Linked DNA regions of Sus scrofa: all the other regions are linked to region 2. The links are chromatin contacts, called in public Hi-C and HiChIP or PLAC-seq maps. All regions are on one chromosome and are shown on one strand. The core of a region is the stretch at or near the end of the contact, and the rest is flanking DNA. Distances in the headings are between cores, read along the strand shown. Region 1 holds the start of HSF2 (heat shock factor protein 2). Region 2 holds the start of SERINC1 (serine incorporator 1). Region 3 overlaps HSF2 (heat shock factor protein 2).

What was found. Hi-C and Micro-C count contacts between places; a contact is called where the count stands out from the background. HiChIP or PLAC-seq counts read pairs in DNA pulled down with a chosen protein or histone mark.
Region 1: a Hi-C map of alveolar macrophages shows a contact between it and region 2, with 2.4 times the contacts expected there. The contact joins the promoter of HSF2 here to the promoter of SERINC1 in region 2. A contact is called at or near these places in 2 of 5 promoter capture datasets (fetal liver and liver), 11 of 47 Hi-C or Micro-C datasets (alveolar macrophages, blood, embryonic fibroblasts and 6 more) and 2 of 2 datasets of contacts at active chromatin or transcription factors (alveolar macrophages and skeletal muscle).
Region 3: an H3K27ac HiChIP or PLAC-seq map of skeletal muscle shows a contact between it and region 2. The contact joins the enhancer-like site here to the promoter of SERINC1 in region 2. A contact is called at or near these places in 1 of 5 promoter capture datasets (liver), 4 of 47 Hi-C or Micro-C datasets (heart right ventricle, psoas muscle, skeletal muscle and 1 more) and 2 of 2 datasets of contacts at active chromatin or transcription factors (alveolar macrophages and skeletal muscle).

Annotation. Positions count from the first base shown.
Region 1 is chr1:40,177,518-40,182,379 of Sscrofa11.1, reverse strand. It overlaps HSF2 (heat shock factor protein 2), which reads left to right and starts at 2,072. Exons shown (of 13, transcript XM_005659227.3): 1 at 2,072-2,296. The coding sequence starts at 2,204.
Region 2 is chr1:40,096,880-40,101,507 of Sscrofa11.1, reverse strand. SERINC1 (serine incorporator 1) reads right to left here and starts at 2,185. Exons shown (of 10, transcript XM_013992615.2): 1 at 2,021-2,185. The coding sequence starts at 2,059.
Region 3 is chr1:40,160,893-40,165,396 of Sscrofa11.1, reverse strand. It overlaps HSF2 (heat shock factor protein 2), which reads left to right. Exons shown (of 13, transcript XM_005659227.3): 5 at 1,173-1,248; 6 at 3,019-3,080; 7 at 4,198-4,285. Among named protein-coding and RNA genes, the nearest start is that of HSF2, 17 kb to the left of the region's middle. Within about 2 kb of position 1,871, at least 2 of the 83 cell types and tissues checked have an H3K27ac peak or open chromatin away from gene starts, as enhancers often do. A contact at or near this core is called in skeletal muscle, where this site is marked.

The DNA.
Region 1 (4,862 bases), core at 823-3,322, 81 kb before region 2:
GCCCCTATTAAGTATAGGCCTACAACTGCACAGGATGAATGCCCAAAGAGGAGTTTTTGCTTGTACCAAACCACACCACTTAGTTTTGTTTTCAGATAGAAGTAATACGATGCCATGAAAGTAGGCCACATTTCCTCCTCAGACATGATCTCCTGTGCTGTCAGTCAAATAGATTGTGCTTATTAATTTTCCCATCTTTGCTCAGTGTTATGGGATAGTTTTTAGCTATTGAAATGCATTTTTACTTCAAGACCCAACTTAAGTTATCCATCTTCTAAGTCTTGCCTTACTACCTTAACTCATTTAACTCTTGTCTTTCTAAACTTTTCAGTACTTGTTTTATGATATAAATTTAGATCTTTTTAAAAATATTAGTAACTGCTGGTCATTGTGTTCCTCTTGTTTCTTAAGTCAGAGTATGAACATCTGAAGTAGAGATGGGCTTTTGACGATGCAGTGTCATCATCATACAATGAAAAGAGGATGGGCTTTTGAACTCAATAAAGCCTGGCTGTAAACACTCCCTCTTGTTTACTACCTATAATATAGGTAAATTCACTTTGAGTCTCAGAATTTTCATTGGGAAAATGAAGTAAGACCTACTGCACTGGGTTGTTAGGAGGATTAAATTATATATGTAAATCCCTGGGCATATATAAATGCTCAACAAATATTAATTGATTTGTGGAATGTCTCCCTCCATACATTTGATTTTATTTCAGCAAACATATCATTGATGAACACAAAGTTAGTATTCAATATTAGCTCTTTGGAAATCGTGTGTATTTTATTTTTTATTGTATTAGACGTACCTAGGAAATAAATCTATTCTATGTTGAATTTCATATAAACTGTAATTGTTACCTCTAACTTGTTAGTAAATTCTTTTTTTTAAGGCCACACCCATGGTATATGGAAATTCCCAGGCCAGGAATTGAATCCAAGCTGGCAGTGACCGGAGCAGAAGCAGTCATACTCTTTGCCCACTGCCCTGCGATGGAAACTCAGTTTGTAAACTCTTATACTTACATTCTGACTTTTGCAAAAAAAAAATTTCTGTACATTTATTTTGTACAATTTTTTTGTACAATTCTTTATATATTCAAAGTATTTTCACACCTACTATATTATTAATGTTATCTCACAGGGGTGAAAGAGTTTTACTCCTAATAAAGAGATGGTAAATATTGGCACAGACAGATTAAGGGATTTCTCTAAATTACATACTACCAGTAAAATCTAATATCCATTAATGTTTCCTAAATCAGATATGCTGACTCCTTCTGTAATATTTTCTCCACTATACCAAATCTGTAAAGGACATAACACAAAAAGGACAATTATTTTAAGAATATACCTGTAAATTATCTAACGGAACAGTTATTTTGATTGAGACGCTTTCTTTTTATGCTGACCACATAGTGAGCATTCTGTGTCTGTCAAATTAAACAGCATGCAAGGTGCCTATTACAATTCTTGATTCACTGTAGTATGTGTTCAGTAAAGAGTGAGTTATTAAATTCCTCTTTTTGATAAACGCATTCTAAAGGAACAATTTTTTCCCAATGAAAATTAAAAGACAAGGTTCATTATTTTCAAGACCGTTTCAACTTCGGGCCTAGCAAATCACGCTTAAAAGCTGTTTTTCCCGCATGTGAATTATTACTCTCCTTCCCCCTGCCTGACCGAGGCAACCACACTTTGCCTACCAAACTTATGACTCAAAGGCCCCTGAGGACTTTTTGTAGCCTTCCAGCCAAAACCCAAGCACCCAAAGCCGCTTCCACGTGAAACAACCAAACACACTCCCCTGCCCCTAAGGTCAGCTACAGCGAGAGCTTCTGTATAAAAGGCGAATGAAAAGGCAGCGCCCCCCTTTTAATCCCACCCCTCCACGTCTGCAGTATCCAATCACTTTTCTTTGTCGTGAGTTCAGCGCCTGGGATTGGCTGCGAACGGAACCGGCGCGGGACCAGTGCGCACAGGCCGAGCGGGGAGACTTGTCCATCACGTGCGGCCGCCCGGCCACCCCGCCTCACTGCACGCCTGGCGGGGCCGGGGGGGCGGGGCCCGGGAGCTGCTGCGCCTGCGTTGTGGGCGTTCTCGGGGAGCAGCTGCCGCCGCCGCCACCGCCGCCGCCGCCGACGCCGTCGCTACCGCCGCGTTCGGGTGTAGAATTTGGAATCCCTGCTCCTCGTTAACAATGAAGCAGAGTTCGAACGTGCCAGCTTTCCTCAGCAAGCTGTGGACGCTTGTGGAGGAAACCCACACCAACGAGTTCATCACCTGGAGTCAGGTAAGGGTGAGGGCACGGCGGCCTCCGAACCCCCTGACTAACCTCCTCTCTCGCTCGCTCCAGCGGGGTTGTCTCTCGCGGCCTGCGGCTCGACTCCCTCTGCGAGGCCCGCGGCGCGGGGGATGGCGGGGTGGCGCGGGCCTCGGCGTGCGGCCTCGCGGGGGACCCCGGTATTGTTCGCTCGGGTAGCCGCCGGGGTCCGGACCGGCGCCGCTGGCTCAGGCCGCGGTGGGGGAGGGGCGGCCCGCGCGGGGCGCCGCTGCCCGGGAGACCCCGTAACGGTCCGGCCAGGCGGCGTTCGGAACCCGGCCTGCTGAACGCGGGCGGCCGATGAGACGCGGGGGCCACGTTACTGCACACTCATCCTCCGTCCTCCCGCCCGGCTCGCGGGCTGTAGCTCAATGAGGGCACCGGCAGCTCTGCCCGAGATCTTCACCGCGGGGTTTTTCTGAGGCGGTCGTTACCACCGCGACCTGATTCTTGCCCCCAAAACAGACACTCAGCGCGCCTCGCGCATCGGCTCTTTAGGACAGCAGTCAGAGAAGGAGGCAATTGTGTAAACGCAGGTTCCTGCTTATCAGGAGGTTTAAAAATATTATATAGAAAATGGTACATTATTCACGGGAGATCCCGAGCCATTGATATAAGCGCATTTTTAGGATTATTTTAATAAAAGTGTCCACAGACAGGTGTTCAGTAACAGAGTGAAGAGCTAAATTTCACCGGACGGTTGCCAGCAGTGTGGTGTATAGATGCCGTGATCATTGGTTAGATCCTAATTGTGCCACAAAACAAGGATGACCTTAATCAAGATCCCTGTCTTGTCTGGCCCAAGTGTCATCCTCCGTAAGATGAACGGGTTGCTTAGGTGATCCAAGACCCCCTTTAGTTCCAAATGCTAAGATTCTAATTAGAGTGATTATTACATAAACTGCGCTTACGTTAGAATACACTCTTAAGCTCTTGGAATCATTTTGTGAAGGGGAGCGGAGTTTTCTTACTGTAGATCATCTGTTTGGGATGTTATCTTGTTTAGAGGTCTGGAAAAAAGTGAAAACTACCTGCACAATGCCTAGCACCTGTTAAGTGCTGAGTAAATGTTTCCTTTTCTTCTCCCTTTCTTTTCGGTTCCTTTCCTATTATAGGAACCTTAAGTTTTATTACTTAACTTTTATGGTAATAGGGAGCACTATATTGAGTATGTGAAGTTTTGACTACTATAACAGCATATTCTGCCTTATATTGCTGTCAGTTTTTAATTTTCTTTATCTCCCTCTAGGACTCAGTTTTCTTGAAGGTCAGTATCATCGATTGAATGTTGTTTGTTAAACATTCGATGAGTTCTGTAAAGTTGTACTAAGAATGGTGAAAATAAGGAATCCAGTCACCAGTATACACTTAAAAATAAAAAATGTCTCATGCTCTTCATCAGTCATAAGGATTAAAAGTTGACAAGAATGGATCAGCACAGATTGCTATTACTCAGCAGAGTTAGGGTTTGGACTAAGAGTCTCCCCACTCCCAAGCTGACTTTTATCATACCTATCTTGTTTTTATTGCCTAGGAATGGTCCCTAAATATATTTGTAATTGGTTTTAATTAAGGGATATTTTGTCAGTGGCAGGTCTAATAAGATCTGATAGCCAAAATATTTTAAAATATTCTTCTTTAATGGGCAATATCAAATGTGGAGAGTTTCATACTAATCCATAAGTGCATCACTTTATGAATTCTAACTGAAATAAGCCACTTAAAATCACTCTTACTTTTCCCATTTTTTAAGTCTAAACTTATGTTTTAGCTATTTATTTTGTAAAACATAATAGGACAATTAAAGTATAAATTCAATGAAGGCAGGGAATGTATTTGTGCCAAGGGACCCAGTAGGTACTTAATAAATGTTTGATGAAGCAGTGAAATTCTTGGAATAAGTAATGGAAATGAGGAATGATAAAGTTAGAATTAGGCTTGAAAATCTCCAAGATCATCTGGTTTGGTCTTAGCCTTATGTGGATGAGGATTTGAGGCTTAGACAGGTTAGATTATTTATCTATAATTACAAAGCTGTCCATTATTGGAGATGGGACTCTAACATAGATTTCTGACCTCTCAAATTATTTTTCCACCAATAGCAGTACACTTAATACAGGTTATCACAGTATTTAGTTTTATACCAAAATGTTTCCCCTCCACAAGTCAGTGGACAATTCTGGATTAATTTTGTCTAGGGCTAAGCTTAGTTGTGTAGGGAAACTGTTTTACTCTCCCACAGATTTTTCCAAAAACAGGGTTAACAATGAAAGGTAAAACTTTAGTTGAACAATGATGTTAGATGGAAAAACCAAAATAATTTACTCTCATCTCTTTTAAGATGCTACTTACGGTTGTTTCTGGTTTCTTTCATACTTGTTTTGCTGGACTTCTGTTGAGGTAATTTAGCATTTATACTATCTGAGTGAAAATCATATTAAGACCTTTAAGAAGTAGCAGATGTTTTGGAAACCAGGCAGTCTTTTATGCAATTATTTTCACTTATGAAAAATAATTTATTTCTCTAGCTTTAATA
Region 2 (4,628 bases), core at 936-3,435:
ACTGATCTAATTTAATGACTTGAATACTTTGAATATTTAACAAAATTTTAAATTTGTCAAAACTTCTAAGTAAATGAGTATATTGGCTGTTAAGACTGGGAGAAATGGATTTGTAAAATAAAAGGCATATTTCCTTTCAATTGCTATCAGACTACACTAAAATCAAACAATTCAGCAATAAAGAGACAGAGGCACCAGGAAAGAAAGGAGAAAAAATTACTAGAAATGCATACTACAGAATCAATTTCTAGATTGGCCATAATAATCTAGAACAAGGATGAGCAGCCTTAGCCATCTAGGCTAACTACCAGAGATCTAATTACTTGAAAATAATGAAAACTACCTCCTTGTTACTATCTTCCAATATACTTTGATATTAAAAGATAGTGTCAATTTTATCACTTTTTTTTAGTAGAAGTGGAGAACTAAGTTGTAAAAATGTTAATAGGAATACAATTTTTTCCCATATTGTATACTAAAACTATTTTCGTTTCAATTTAAAACATATACATATTTTTAAAACCCCCTAGAATCTTGTTTTTAACCGTAATTGTCCTTGAGGTCAAAAAGATTGATCATCACTGACCTAGAAATTGAGAACAAAATGGAAAACACGTATCTCTCCTTTTAAATTTTTACTTATACAAAGAACATGCCTACTTGATAAGTGGACAGAACCTGACTTTACAAATCAAATTACACATCTCCCTTCTCCCCCCATTAAAACAATTTTATAATCATCATTTATATTTTGTAATTCAATGTATTACACTAAATATGCCTATATATATAATAGTCAAAGGATTCAAGTAAATTCTCTACTTCCTGAGATAAAAATAAACCAGTTTTCAAAGAAAAAAAAATATAACAGCTATCCACACCCAACTATAAGAAAAAAATACCATAGAATCAAGACAATGACCTAGGTTTGACTAACAACCTCTATGCATTATTCTACTAAAAATTAACATTTAGAGTTCAAGCTATATCAAGAACTTAAGGAAAAGAGGAAAGGTATGTAAAACAAAAATGCTGTCTAATTTATATAGGGGAGTCATTTGGGAAGTCAGACCAGCAATTGTAAGAAGTGGAATTCATCAAACCATAGATTAAAGAAATACAATTTAAACCTAAATATCTCGCTAGAAATTACAAATATCTTTATTAACTGTAACGTCAATTTTTGTCTACTGGGAGGCAGGGGAGTGGTTATATCAAACTCAAGTTTATTTGTACCACCTGAATCAAATCTTGCCACAATGATGAAGAATGGTTTCACTCTAACGTTAACTAAGCAAAATGAAACCTACATCTAATTAAACTTCAGATGTCAAATTACCGAAGCACCTTTAATGTCAAAAATTAGGTATTTAATACCACAGAACTGAGTAGGTTTTTTCAGATACATAAATTACATGAGAAGTACGTATAGTAATTTTCTATGACCCAGTCGTAGAGCTAGGACTATTTAGAAAGGACACAATGACATCAATATTACTGTTAAGCTGTCCCACATATGTGTAACTTAATTGCAATCCGCGAGACAGAACAAAGAGGCCGACATGTCTCCAGGGATGACAATGCTGCAGTCTAAGGTCGCTGAGAAGGGATGAAGAGAAGTGATGAGGTACTCCACAGAAACAAGCGGCCTAAGACCTTTTAGCAATGGCCTAGGCAAATATAAGACAAAACGACAAAGGGGGCCCGGAAGAATAGGGAGCTACTTTCACCAAAGACTGGTTGGGGAAGGGAGACCATTAGCTCTCCACTTCACTTCTCCTATCAGGGTCATCTTCCCATTTCCACTGCTCCTCACGGCCACCCGGGTCAGCTCTTCAAAAGACTCAGGGCCCAGAAGCTGAGTTGGAGTGACCAAGAGAAACGATGAAAATGGGGAAGGAAGGCACTCCCTGTTGGGTGGAGTAAAACGGTGGCGCCGGGCCTCACCCACCCCGGCTCGGGTGCCTTTCTCTTTTGTCCCTCACGGCAGCACCCCGAAGTCCCCTAAAAATCACCTTACCCAGCTCGCCATGGAGCAGAGCCCCAAGACGCTCCCCATCTCCACAACGTCGCAGGAGCAGCAGATGCCAACAAGATGGAGACAGAGCCTCTGTGTCTGTCTGTGCTTATTTACTAACTACAAGCGACTTCCGGCGCAAAGCTCACCCCGCCCCTCGGCTATACGTCACTTCCTTCAAGGCCTCAGTGGAGTGGGAGGAGGCGTGCTGAAAGTTGCGCATGCGCGGGCCTGAACCCGAGGCTTTCTGCATTTGTGCTTTTCTAATTCAGCAGGCCAAAAGCGGCACTTTTTTTCACTTTTGCATTACGCCGCGCCCCCCCCCCCCCGCCCTTACATTCTTAAATTATTCCTGAAGCCCACTGCCTAGGACAAATTTTATTGGGCTAGTTCTACTCATTTTTTTGGCGTGTTTCCAATTTTTTTGTATTGCTGTTTCAGTTGACAACGCATTTTTAAATTCTTGTCCAATTAATGTGTTATAAGAAGTTTGTAAGTTCAAAATGTTTTAAGTACTTAGATAAGACGTGCTAATAAGTCTCAAACATAGTACAGATACTATTGACTGTCCCAGCGTTTGAGGAGACATTTGGAACCCTTGTCCTTAGATGATAATGGACATCTCCAGGGAATGTAGTCATTAAAAGTCTAGTTATGTTTATAGTCATTAGTCCCTGAAGATATTCTGAGAAAAGAGTTTGGCACACAGAAATAAATTTGAAGTAGTCAGTGTCATAACTAATAAGATAGTGTCTTATAAAATTACCAAACTTGGGTGGGGGAAGCTTATGTAACACCTAAGAATCTGAGAGAACTGTAACCATCAAGTGACAGTAAAAAGGAAGGAATGGGACTGGATAAAAAATAATGGGTTTAGCTTGGACTTGTTGGACTTGAAGTCTCTGAGATGCTATCACTCAGCACTTGAAAATCTAAGTTTAGGAGTTTCTGCTGTGGCTCGGTGGGTTAGGAACCTGACTAGTATTCATGAGGATGTGGATTTGATCCCTGGCCTCAGTCGGTTAAGGATCCAGTGTTGCCACAAAATGCAGCTCAGATCTGTTGTGGCTGTGGCATAGGCTTCAGCTGCAGCTCTGATTCAACCCCTAGCTTGGAAATTCTCTATGCCATGCCACAGGTGCAGCCCTTAAAAAAAAAAAGAAAAGAAAAAGAAAAAGCAAGCTTAAAAAACCAAGAGTTAATGAGATACAAAATTTAAAGTAATTCATACTGCAGTTATACTTAAAGATATAGGATTGAGAAAGATAACCAAAGAGAAATGTTGTGGAGTTACGAGGCCTTAATGTGGAACCAAAACAATTAACTCTGGAAGAATCATCAAGTGCGGAGAAGCTATTGACTTAGTTTTTGCCTTCTCACTTTGGTTATTGAGGTTGTATCTGCACACTTGTCCTTCCAAATTTTTTTTTTTTTGTCTTTTCAGGGCCACACCCTCGGCATATGGAGATTCCCAGGCTAGGGATCTAATCAGAGCTGTAGCTGCCAGCCTAGCCAGAGCCGCAGCAACACGGGATCCAAGCTGTGTCTGCGACCTACACCACAGCTCATGGCACTGCTAGGTCCTTATCCCACTGAACAAGGCCAGGGATCAAACCCTCAACCTCATGGTTCCTAGTCGGATTCGTTAACCACTGGGCCATGACGGGAACTCCTGTCCTTCCAAATTTTGCATTTTGAATTCTGTTTTCAGTATAAGTTGTGAAAATATCTTTAGTAAGACCCTTGACTCCTCAGAATGTCAGTGTCCTTGTTAATAGTGCAGCAATCCTAAATAGTTGTGAGGGTTAAATAACATCACATAGTCTTATAAGTGATAGCACCAGGTGTGGCAGATTGTAGATTATCAACACAAGCTAATTTTGTTCCTACCACGACTAATTATCTTTTGTGGCTTGTCAACCTAGACTATACATAATGTAAACCCAAAAGGCTACTTCAAATTCTCAGATAATTTCTCCAGGTCATCTAACATTTTCTGGTCTATTTCTTTGGGAAGGATATAATATTGTGTCCCATAACATGGAAGCTTACTTCCCAGACTCCTTGATATTTTTATGAGTGATACCCAGATAGCACTTAATTTTTTTTTTTTTATGCTTTTCAGGGCCTCACTTGCAGCATAAAGAAGTTCCCAGGCGAGGGGTCAAATTGAAGCTATCAGAGTTGCAGCTGCCAACCCATGCTACAGCCACAGCCACATGGAATCTGAGCTACATCTGTGACATACACCACAGCTCGCAGCATTGCCAGATCCTTAACGCACCAATCAAGGCCAGGGATCAAACCCACATCCTCATGGATACTAGTTGGGCTGGTAACCCGATGAGCCATAATGGGAACTCCCAGATAGCATTTAATCTTAATCGACCATCTAGAGATCTCCTATTCAGTTGCAGTTTCTGATCTTAGAGCCATGTCTCTTCCTCTGGCAGGCTTATAGTCATTTATATGAGATTGACCTCTTGTATGCAATCCAATAATAAAGTGGTATTTTCACTATAAAGATCAGAAGGTAAACAAGTTTGTTTTATCACAATCCTTGGGAAGACATTTTAGGGACTCTGCAATTATGGAAAATCAGAAAATCTAC
Region 3 (4,504 bases), core at 622-3,121, 64 kb before region 2:
TAAGTCTCAGTGGTAACCATTCTCTTACTTATCTGTAGTAGGCAGGTGACAGTATCTTTACATTTCTGAATCAGAAAAAAGTACAGTAGTTATTCAGTAAGTATTAAAGTCTTATTTTCTGTGCCCTCTATACCTAAATCCAGTCCCTTTTGTAATGGTCTGGACTGAGAAGGTTGGCTTTTGTGGAAATTAATAAAAGAACAAAAATAAAATCATTTAATAGATAAATTATCTTTCATGCCTTCTCAGCTTTATCATTGCTGACATTTAGTAACCGCAATTTCAATAAAAATGGTGAATGAAAGGAGAAAACTTACTACTAGGCACATAGTTTGTTATGTATTTGGATATGCTTAAAAAGCACGCTTTTAATATGCTTTAAAAAATTTATATGCTTATGTTTGAGACAGACAGTTTTAGAGTCTGATAGACTTTAGTTCAACATCAACACTTACCACATTGTGTGATCTTGGGTAAGTCTTTTCAGTTCCCTGAGTCTCAGTCTCCTCAGCTATAAAATAGTTATATAATTCCTTTCTGGACAGATTTAAGAAACATTTAAATGAGTAATATGCATAAAATGCTTATATAAATAGTGTCTGGCATGGCAAGTGTTGGTTAAATGTTACTTCCCTTTAAGAATTGTTTCCTAAGCACAAGTTCTGAATTCACATGATTGAAAGTTAGCTTATTTTTATATTTATTTTTTGCCTTTCTACAGCATATGGAGTTCCTGGTCCGAGCCACATTTGGGACCTCTGCCCCAGGTGTGGCAATGCTGGATCCTTTAGCCCACTGTACCAGGCCAGGGTTCAAACCTGCATCCTGGCCCGTCAGAGATGCCGCCAATTCCATTACGCTACAGCGGGATCTCCAAAAAGTTAGCTTGTTTCTTAAACAAGAAGTGATTAACCACATTGTCAGAGGAGTATATGGCCTATTAAGTGTTTGTATATATACTGCCATGAGTAGAAGATACTATAGTTATAAAGGAAAGATTCTGGAGTTGTGTCAAAATAGGTGTCATTCTGTGTAATTGAACCACAGTTTTCCTAGTCTCATGAAGATAGGTAGTAAAAACTAGTTCTGTTTTATGGTATTCTTAAAAATGTTGAGGCCTGGTTTTTCTGACTAAATTTATTAATTTTTATTTTTAATAAATGATAACATAGTGAGAATGAGTCCCTTTGGAAGGAGGTGTCAGAATTAAGAGCAAAACATGCACAACAACAGCAAGTTATTCGAAAGGTAAGCTTTTTTTTCCTGTGACCATAATCTGCGTTTATTTGAGTACTATTTGTGACCTTCGAGAAACCTCTATTAAATAGTGATTGATCTTAGTTTTTTTAATATATTGGGTACACAGAAGTAAACCTATGAAATCAAACAAGCCAATGTTATATATTTTTTAATTAAAAAATTTCTCATTAGCTAAATACAGTCATTGCATACTTGCAACTAATGTTTCATTAGCTTTTAGTAAAATCTTTTTCCTGATATAACAACTTTAGTATACTTCATTCTTAGGAGCATAATTAATATACTACCAATTTCTTAACACATTTTATATAAAAGACATAGCCTTACTATGTAGGATGTTTTTGTTTTTTGTTTTACTTTAAAAGGTATAGATTCAGTCTCAGATAAATGACTAATATTTTCAAGTTAACTGATCAAATTATATGCTCAGAAGAGTTACTAGTGTGTGCTGTCATTAGTCTGTGCAGAAAAGCAGTGAATGCAGTGTTATAAAATGTATCTGAGCTGAAAATTACTAGGGGAACCAAAAAAAACTCTCGGCCACATAGTGTCCTTGTACTTTAATCTTCTCATATCAGCTTTCATATGTTAATAAGAGGTGAAACATAAAAGTAATTAAGGCAGCTATTTTTTGCTCATGAGTAAACTGGACTCTTAAGTTTAAGCAACAGGTTTTTTTTGGGGGAGGGAGGGTGGGCGAGCTTCAGTTTGTTCCTAACCCAGAGGCCTTTAGCTAAAAATAGGGTTATGACTGAAAAGATGTGGGTCTGATGGAGCAGGCTTAGAATACAGAGATGAATGGTAGTTGCAGCCTTTCCCCTATAATTAATATAGGTATACTGATTTTTAAAAATCACTATGAAAATGGAGGTTGAATGTAGGTAGCATTCAGTTCTAGGTGTTTAGTCCAAGTTTTATGTATTTTCAGAACTTCCATAGTTGATTCCAACTTGAAGCTATGTTTAAGAATACCCGACTTAGGAGTTCCCATGTGACTCAGTGGGTTAATCATCTGGCATTATCACTGCAGTGGCTCAGATTGCTGCTTTGGTGCGGGTTCAATCCCTGGCTGCCATGAGCACAGCCCCCCCAAAAAAGTATACCTGATTTAAAATGATAAGTGTACCTTAACCTGTATTTTATTTTAAAAATTTGCTTCCCCCTGCCCTGGAAAACAGTGTTCGGGTTAAATATTAACTCACAGTACTCCATAATTTGAAGTGGTTTTTTTTTTTTTTTTTTTCCTGAAAGCAGTAGTAGTTAGTAAAATATTTATTTAACATTTCAGTTTTACATGAAAGCTAACATTCTTTCTGCTCAAATTTGAGTTTGCATCTATATTTTAGTGAGGTTAGGGTGTTTACATAATGCATGATGACAGCTGATAAATTTTTTCTCTATTCCTGGAATTTGTTTCTAACTCTTCCACTTTTTGGCCTTGGAATAATAATATATGGGAGGTATCTTTATAGGATTTGTTAGGTACAGAGCTGATAAGATAGATAGATATATGGGTAGATGGATGTCCTAGGCTTCTCTATATTTTAGGCAGCAGCTTTATCACAGATTTTTCTTCTGCCTGGAAGCTGGTATGTTTCTTTAGATACTGTAAGATGCACCCACATTTATAATATGTTAATTTTCAAGAAAGTATGTGACTTAGAGGACATATACTATGTGAGTTAATTTTATAAGACTTGTAATATGGACTAAAGAATTAGGAATCGGTAATGGAACATCTTTAAATTTTCCTTTTAGATTGTCCAGTTTATTGTTACATTGGTTCAGAATAACCAACTTGTGAGTTTAAAACGTAAAAGGTAAGCTTTTATACTACATCTTGACCTAGTCATAGACAACCAGACATGTTAAGAGTTTAACCATGAATTGCCTACATTTGTTCAGTGTATGCCTCTTGTCCAAGATGAACAGTCCTCCCTTGTTAAATTATACTTTCAACATTTTAAGAGTGATGTTGTGGAGTTCCCATCATGGCGCAGCGGAAACGAATCTGTCTGGGAACGATGAGGTTGCGGGTTCGATCCCCGGCCTTGCTCAGTGGGTTAAGGATCTGGCGTTGCTGTGAGCTGTGATGTAGGTCGAAGATGTGGCTTGGATCTGGCGTTGCTGTGGCTGTAGCATAGGCCAGCAGCTGTAGCTCTGATAAGACCCCTAGCCTGGGAATCTCTATAACAAACAAACAAAAAGAGTGATGTTTCCTACTATGTCATCTTGCTGTTTTTGAGAGCTAAGGATATCCTAAATGGTAACTTTACATATATATACACGTACAGTTAATAAAGAATCAACTTTTCATTCACAGTATCAAATTATTGCAGCATTAGAAGGCCCCAGTGGGAGAAATTCTTAAAAAGAGGATGCATGCTGAGAAAAACATCAGAATTTTTACTTGATATCTCTTGTGTTTAGTCTACTCACAAGTGTATTTAAAAACCTGTGTATCGACCATGGGTTGTGATGCCCATAAATGTCAGTAACTATCTTTGTCACAACTAAATCGTAAGACTAGTGGACGAAGGAGTAGGTAGAAGGAGAAAAGTATTGTCTTATAATGCTAAGGATTTTAGCAAAACTTGGTTATATTCACAGCTTATGTTATAGTATATTCTTTATATTACCTATTTCTTACTAGTTATTTATACCATAAAGTTACATAGTTCAGTCTAAAGAAGTACATTTGGAGAGAGTAATTTATAATACAGAAGAATGGAGAAATAAAAATCCTGGACACGCTCATCTGCCAGTTTCTGTTTCTAAGATTAATCATTTTTAAGAATTTCTTATGTATCCTCCTTGGAATTTTTTTATGCATTATTAAAGTGAGTGTGTTTATATGTGGGTCAGTTATTAGAAGTAATTTAAATTCCTTGTATGTTTGCTTCACTGAACTTCATAGACATCTTCTGATTTTTTCAGGCCTCTTCTTCTAAACACTAATGGAGCCCAAAAGAAGAATTTGTTTCAGCACATAGTAAAAGAGCCAGCTGATAATCACCATCATAAAGTAATTTTTAAAGTTCTATTTTATGTTTGTTATGTCAAACTAAATGTTATTACATCAGTATTTCATGCATTTTAAAAAGTTTTTTTTTTTGTCTTTTTGTCTGTCTTTTCTAGGGCCTCACCCTCGGCATATGGAGATTCCCAGGCTAAGGGTCCAGTCGGAGCTATAGCCTACACCACAGCCACAGCAACGTGGAATCTGAACCACATCTGTGACCTA